Regions from separate parts of the Mus musculus genome. Here region 1 is linked to region 2. A link is a contact called in public promoter capture Hi-C data. All regions are on one chromosome and are shown on one strand. Each heading gives the region's core, a stretch centred on a gene start, on an enhancer-like site or on the middle of the called end of the contact. The rest is flanking DNA. Distances are from core to core; before and after follow the strand shown.

Evidence for each region. Promoter capture Hi-C pulls out the DNA fragments that hold promoters and counts their contacts.
Region 1: a contact with region 2 is called in a promoter capture Hi-C map of stem cell-derived epiblast-like cells, with 2.6 times the contacts expected there. The contact joins the promoter of Cbln4 here to the enhancer-like site in region 2. A contact is called at or near these places in 5 of 39 promoter capture datasets (cranial neural crest, epiblast stem cells, maxillary cranial neural crest and 2 more), 2 of 484 Hi-C or Micro-C datasets (embryonic stem cells and nephron progenitors), 2 of 115 datasets of contacts at active chromatin or transcription factors (both in embryonic stem cells) and 3 of 9 other capture datasets (adipose tissue, embryonic stem cells and liver).

What each region holds. Positions count from the first base shown.
Region 1 is chr2:172,042,169-172,044,868 of GRCm38.p6, reverse strand. It overlaps Cbln4 (cerebellin 4 precursor protein), which reads left to right and starts at 1,403. Exons shown (of 3, transcript NM_175631.3): 1 at 1,403-2,700. The coding sequence starts at 2,571.
Region 2 is chr2:171,878,057-171,880,756 of GRCm38.p6, reverse strand. No RefSeq gene overlaps it. Among named protein-coding and RNA genes, the nearest start is that of Gm35580, 39 kb to the right of the region's middle. Within about 2 kb of position 1,331, at least 11 of the 459 cell types and tissues checked have an H3K27ac peak or open chromatin away from gene starts, as enhancers often do. A contact at or near this core is called in embryonic stem cells, epiblast stem cells and stem cell-derived epiblast-like cells, where this site is marked.

The DNA.
Region 1 (2,700 bases), core at 154-2,653, 160 kb before region 2:
TGCACACACATACACACATGCACACACATGCATGCACACACACACAATAGAACATCCATAGACATATACATGTACACATACACACATGCACACACATGCATGCACACACAATAGAACATGCATAGACATATACATGTACACATACATACACACATACATATGTGCATATACATTTACACACACATACACATACATTTGCACACACATGCACACATATGTATACACACCCACACCCACACACACCACGGAAGTGCCACAGGCACTGCAATGACTAGTGATCAGTGTTTGAATAAGGACATCAGAAAAGGTCAGATGAGAAACTATATGAAGTTTACGGTGGTGTCAAGGTGGCACTCTCCTAAAGGCCTGGCAAGCTTTTCTGTTTTTTTTTTAGAGCTTCGATGAAAGATATGCAACATTGTTACAAATAGCATAGCCCCAGAGCCCCAGCAACTCACAAGCTGCACTGACTACCTCCCTCAACTGTGTTTCCAGACAGCACATCTTTATATCACTATAAGAAGTTGGGGCTAAGGATCAACCCTAGGGGCATCTTGTATCTTAATACTTGGAATTTCAGCATGAGCTTGCGGCACACATTCCCTTGGAGAACCTTAGGAGATCAGACTAAAGATGTAGGTCTGTCTGGATTCTGCAGAGGAAGAGCTCGAACGCCATTCCAAGAACGCACAGGACCATCTGGGAAGCTTAATCTGACCCAAGGACATGACTCAACCTCTAAACAATTTGCAACCAGTACGTACTAATCAGGAGGTCTGAGTGGCTGGTGGCTTCCACAGGGACGTTGTTTTGATTAGAGAATAGCTGCACTGTTCTCCTGCAGCTGAAGTCAAGAGAAGTCAACAAGGAATTTGGGAGTGTCCTGACCCCAAAGAATACTGAACCAGAAAGCCGGGGCCCTTAGTTTGGGTAGTATTGGCCACTCATTAAGGTCTTGGTCAGGTTCATGCAGCCAACTCCAAAGCCAAGCTCTGCTTCCCCGCTTCCCTTCCGTGGCTTCCGAAAAGGAAAATAAGTTGCCAGTCAGAGGCCAAGATGGCAGTGGAGTGCACAGGGGAGGAACATCAAAGAGGGAGAGGGTGCAGTACTCTCGGGGTGTGCATTTTAATTGTTACATTTAAGGGATACTGTTCACTATGATTGTTCCTGCCCCTGATTGGGATGGCTGCACAGCGTGAGAAGGCGAGCCCCAGTGGGTTCCGAGGCTCATCCTCTTGAGCAGAAGAAAAAAAAACAGGCGCCTCCTCCACACCCGCCCCGCCCAGGGCACAGAACTGCCCCCGGGCTTTTCTGGGCTCTCCAGGCTCGAGGGTTACGTGGGACAAGCTCCTGACCAGGCGCAGTTGGGGGACACTGGCTGGTCCTCTTAGCGTCAGATAGCAAACCGCGCAGATTCGCCGAGGTCCTTCCATCTCCACATCTGAGCTGGCAGCGCCACGTTCGGTTCAGAGAGTCTTGCGCAGGGCAGGGTGAGGGGACCCACAACTCCCTCTGCGGGTCCAGGTGGAGCTGGCGGCGAGCAGCCGCGGACCCCTGGCAGGTGCAGGCAGGTGAGCATCATCCTCTGGGTACACAAAGTGCGATTTCGGGGGGATCAAGTGACCTCAGACCTTGGCAGCCGGCAGCGCCGTGCGTCCCGCTCTGTCCGGGTGCGTTCAACGTCACACAGGCGCTGCTCCGCTGGGGTCAACGGACGCCTTTTCTGCTTTCCGGGGATCCACGGGATGAGCGGGCGAGCCAAAGCCATCTGCAGGCAGCACTCCTATAAATAGCGCGCGGGTGCCCTCTCGGCGCTGTCCCTCCGGCTGCACTGCACGCTGAGACACAAAGTTGTGCGCAGGGACGCGGGAACCCAGGGCAGTAGGCGCCCTGCACCTTAGAACTGCTTTTGGCGACGGGCACTCAGCTGCCGCCTACCTGCGTCGGAGTGACACCGGGCTTTGGGGGAATTTTTGACCAAGCGCAAGTGGAAGTCGCTAGCATCCTAGCCATGGACATAACCTGGCATTCTTCTCATCCCCGGAAACACCTCCTGCCTCTGTAATTTGTTCCTGCGCCAACCAGAGTCCCTCGGACAGGACCGACACCCGCACCGCTCGGCACTAGCCACCTTTGCTAGCGTTTACTCGCGGAGTCCCCTCTGTGTCTTCAGCTCTGTGCTTCACCAGGAGTGCTTGGGTTCGGGGTGAGAATTTATTTTGTTCTTTTGAGGTGTGACTGAGAGGGTCTGGAGACTTTTTAGATGTCAAGGGACAAGTGTGGGTGCCGTGGCCCCAGGCAAAACTGATTTGGGGGTGGAGGAGTTAGGGTAGGAGTTCTGCATGAGCTCCTTAAAGGACAAAGGTAACAGAGCCAGCCAGCCAGTTCGAAGGGAGACTTCAGTCCTGAGAATTGGTGGAAGTGCGCGCGCCGCTGCTGCCGCCGCCGCCGCTGTTCCTGCAGCGCTGTCGATCTAGCCACTGGCGTCTTCCCGAGCTCCCGGATCCCGGGGTAGCAGGCGCCGCCTGGGAGCAGAAGCGCCAGGCTGCCGCTTGCGCACGCGGCTCACCATGGGCTCCGCGCGCCGGGCGCTGTCCGTGGTACCAGCCGTTCTGCTGATTCTAGTGCTGCCTGTCTGGGCACAGAATGACACGGAACCGATCGTTCTGGAGGGCAAGTGTCTGGTGGTGTGCGACTCGA
Region 2 (2,700 bases), core at 82-2,581:
TTTAAAATTTGTATTTTTTATAGATAAGTTGTGAGTTATCTGATATGGGTGCTCTGCAAGAGCAATGGTCTTTCTTAACCACTGAGCCTCCTCTCCAGCCTGGACCTTGTATTTTAAATGACAGAAGGCAGTCATTATCCAGAAGATTTTTGGCATTATGGTAGATAAATATAGGAAGGCCTAGGTGAAGAAAAATGTGGAGTCATCTACAAACAGTGGTTTGCTTATGTGTTTCTTCACTTATTGATTCATTCATGAATAATTATGGATGATCTTTAAATTAATGAATATCATGAACATATCTTAAAAGCTAAAGGGAGCCAGACATTTGTGAAGGCTCTGGCAAAGCTTCAAGAAGATGATGTTTGAATTAGGTTTAATATTCACTGTGGACTAAATGAGGTCTGTGCTCTCAGAGGACTGCTGAGATGAGAAGATGAGAGACTCAGCAGGACAATGTGCTCCTTAATAAAATGAGCATTGTATGGGTTTAGATGATGGGCCAGGTACTTTGACTGCAATGATTAAAGGCCATGTCTCAAAACATCGACACAGCAAAGACACATGGCTTCCGACACTTGGTCACCCATGTCTCCTGATTTCTGGGTGGCTTCACAGGGAGTCACATGTCTCTCATGTCCTTGCTTCTGCTAGTGGCTTCTGAGAGTTAGTCAACCTTGATCTGTTTAGTGTCCTCTGACTTCACAGGGTTAGTCACTCAGGCCTTGGTTTTGCTTCAGATCCATCTTCTGTCCCATGAGTTATCATGATGTTGTCAAGATTCTCATGAGGTTGTCTGCTATCCATTGAAAGAGATCACAATGAAAGGGTTTACTCTTCTAAAGTACAATGAAACCATTCACATGACCTCTGAAGAATTATCAACTCTAAAATCAGATGTGCTCAAAGGTCCATATGAAAAGTTAGGTTTGTAGAAACAGTAAGTACTAATACATGAAGGTGGTGTTGGTTGCTACGCCCACTCCAGTGAAGTCTGCCTGTTGGGGTCGAAAGGCCTGGAGGCAGTCACGAGGCAAAGAGTTCCAAGGAAACTCAGCCTCCTGGAACCTTGGCATTCTCATAGCCCGTATACTCAAACCCTGTCCCCGCATTAGTATGGTGTATGCTCTCTTTCAGTATTGTTTTATTATAAGTGCCATTAAAGATTGAATTTTGACATAGGTAAGCCTCCACCAAAGTTCCAAAGTCCTAGAAAATCCTAGTAGAGACAGTGAAACTAATTAGGCATTACAAAGAACAGAGCTAGAATAGATCCGGGCTGGTCTGCAGAGTGATTACTTAGGACAATAGCCGAGTCTCAACCAAACAAGGGAATACACAATGGCCTAGTGAATAGGTGAATTGATGGGTTAACCATGAAAGCGTTAGGGAATCCCCCTGGGACAGGTTTCTTCACTAGGCCCAAAGGAACAACATAATCAGGTATTTACTAAGAACCCCTGGTGGTGGGTTTAACAATAGACTAGCATTACACCTGGCTCCATTCTAAATGGCCTGGTCCCCCTCCATCTTTTGATGTATGCATTCCTTTTGTTTTGTGTCACTGTAACTTGGCATGTGTCCCGCCTGGCTTTTCTTGTTTTTTTCTTCTGTATAAAAAAGTCTGTTTTCTATTTGGACATTACACTCAGATTCAACACACACTCTCTCCTGTCGCGTCTGTTTGTCAGCCCCATTCCTGCCGGCTCTATGCCCATCTGTCTGAGACAATGATTTGCACAGATTGAGGAGGGCCCACTGAGCCCGGTCCATGGCAGTTGTTGTTGTTGGTGGTGGTGGTGGTAGTGATGGTGGTGGTAATGGTGATAATGGTGGTGGTGGTGATAATGGTAGTGGTGATAGTGAAGGTGATAATGGTGGTGGTGGTAAATCTGACAATGAGCTACAAGTAACTTCCAATCTGTCTTAGTGAGAAGCCTTAGAAGAAGATGGTCTGAGTCAATCCTAGTTGCAATGTCTTCATTGTACACGGGAAGAAGAAACCTAAGGGACATTAATCTTTTGGTTTTCATATTGATTAACAGGAATGGCCTAAAACTCTGATGAAAGCAGTGTTGTCTTGATTTATGGATAATGAAAGCTATCGACATGTGTGGAGACACAGTAAGGGAACTTTCCTAGAAATGGTTACAATAGACGGCCACAGGGAGTATCTGTCTATTGAGTAAGCAGTGATGAACTCTCCTAATAAAGACACTCCATGCTTGCCAGTGGCCATGAGACTCAAATAATGTCTGCAGGACTGTACCTTTCCTTTGGTCTTTAACAGAAAGGCTCACTATGTTCATTTAGAAGCAAAGAATGGGCAAGCAGATCAACTGTTTTCTGCTTTTACTTCAACTTCCTTGTTTTAATCATTGACTTTCCTGCTGAATTCATATTTTTTCCCTTAGAATCCACCATTGTGTGTCTATTCATAAAAACGATAACAACAATTGCAACATCAGCAACAACAACAATAAAACCCTCAATTTAAAGGGACAATGTTGTCACTTCTTTTATACTCATAGTTTTGACTTTTGGATGCCAGGGCCTTATATTATCATTAAGAAAAGCTGGCAGTTCCTGGTGTCATCCATTCCTCACAAAAAGGTGCCCATGATGGATCCCTGAGGATGGAATATCTGTTATAGTTTCTATTTTTCTAATTTTTTTCCTTGACTGATTTAATTAGACAAT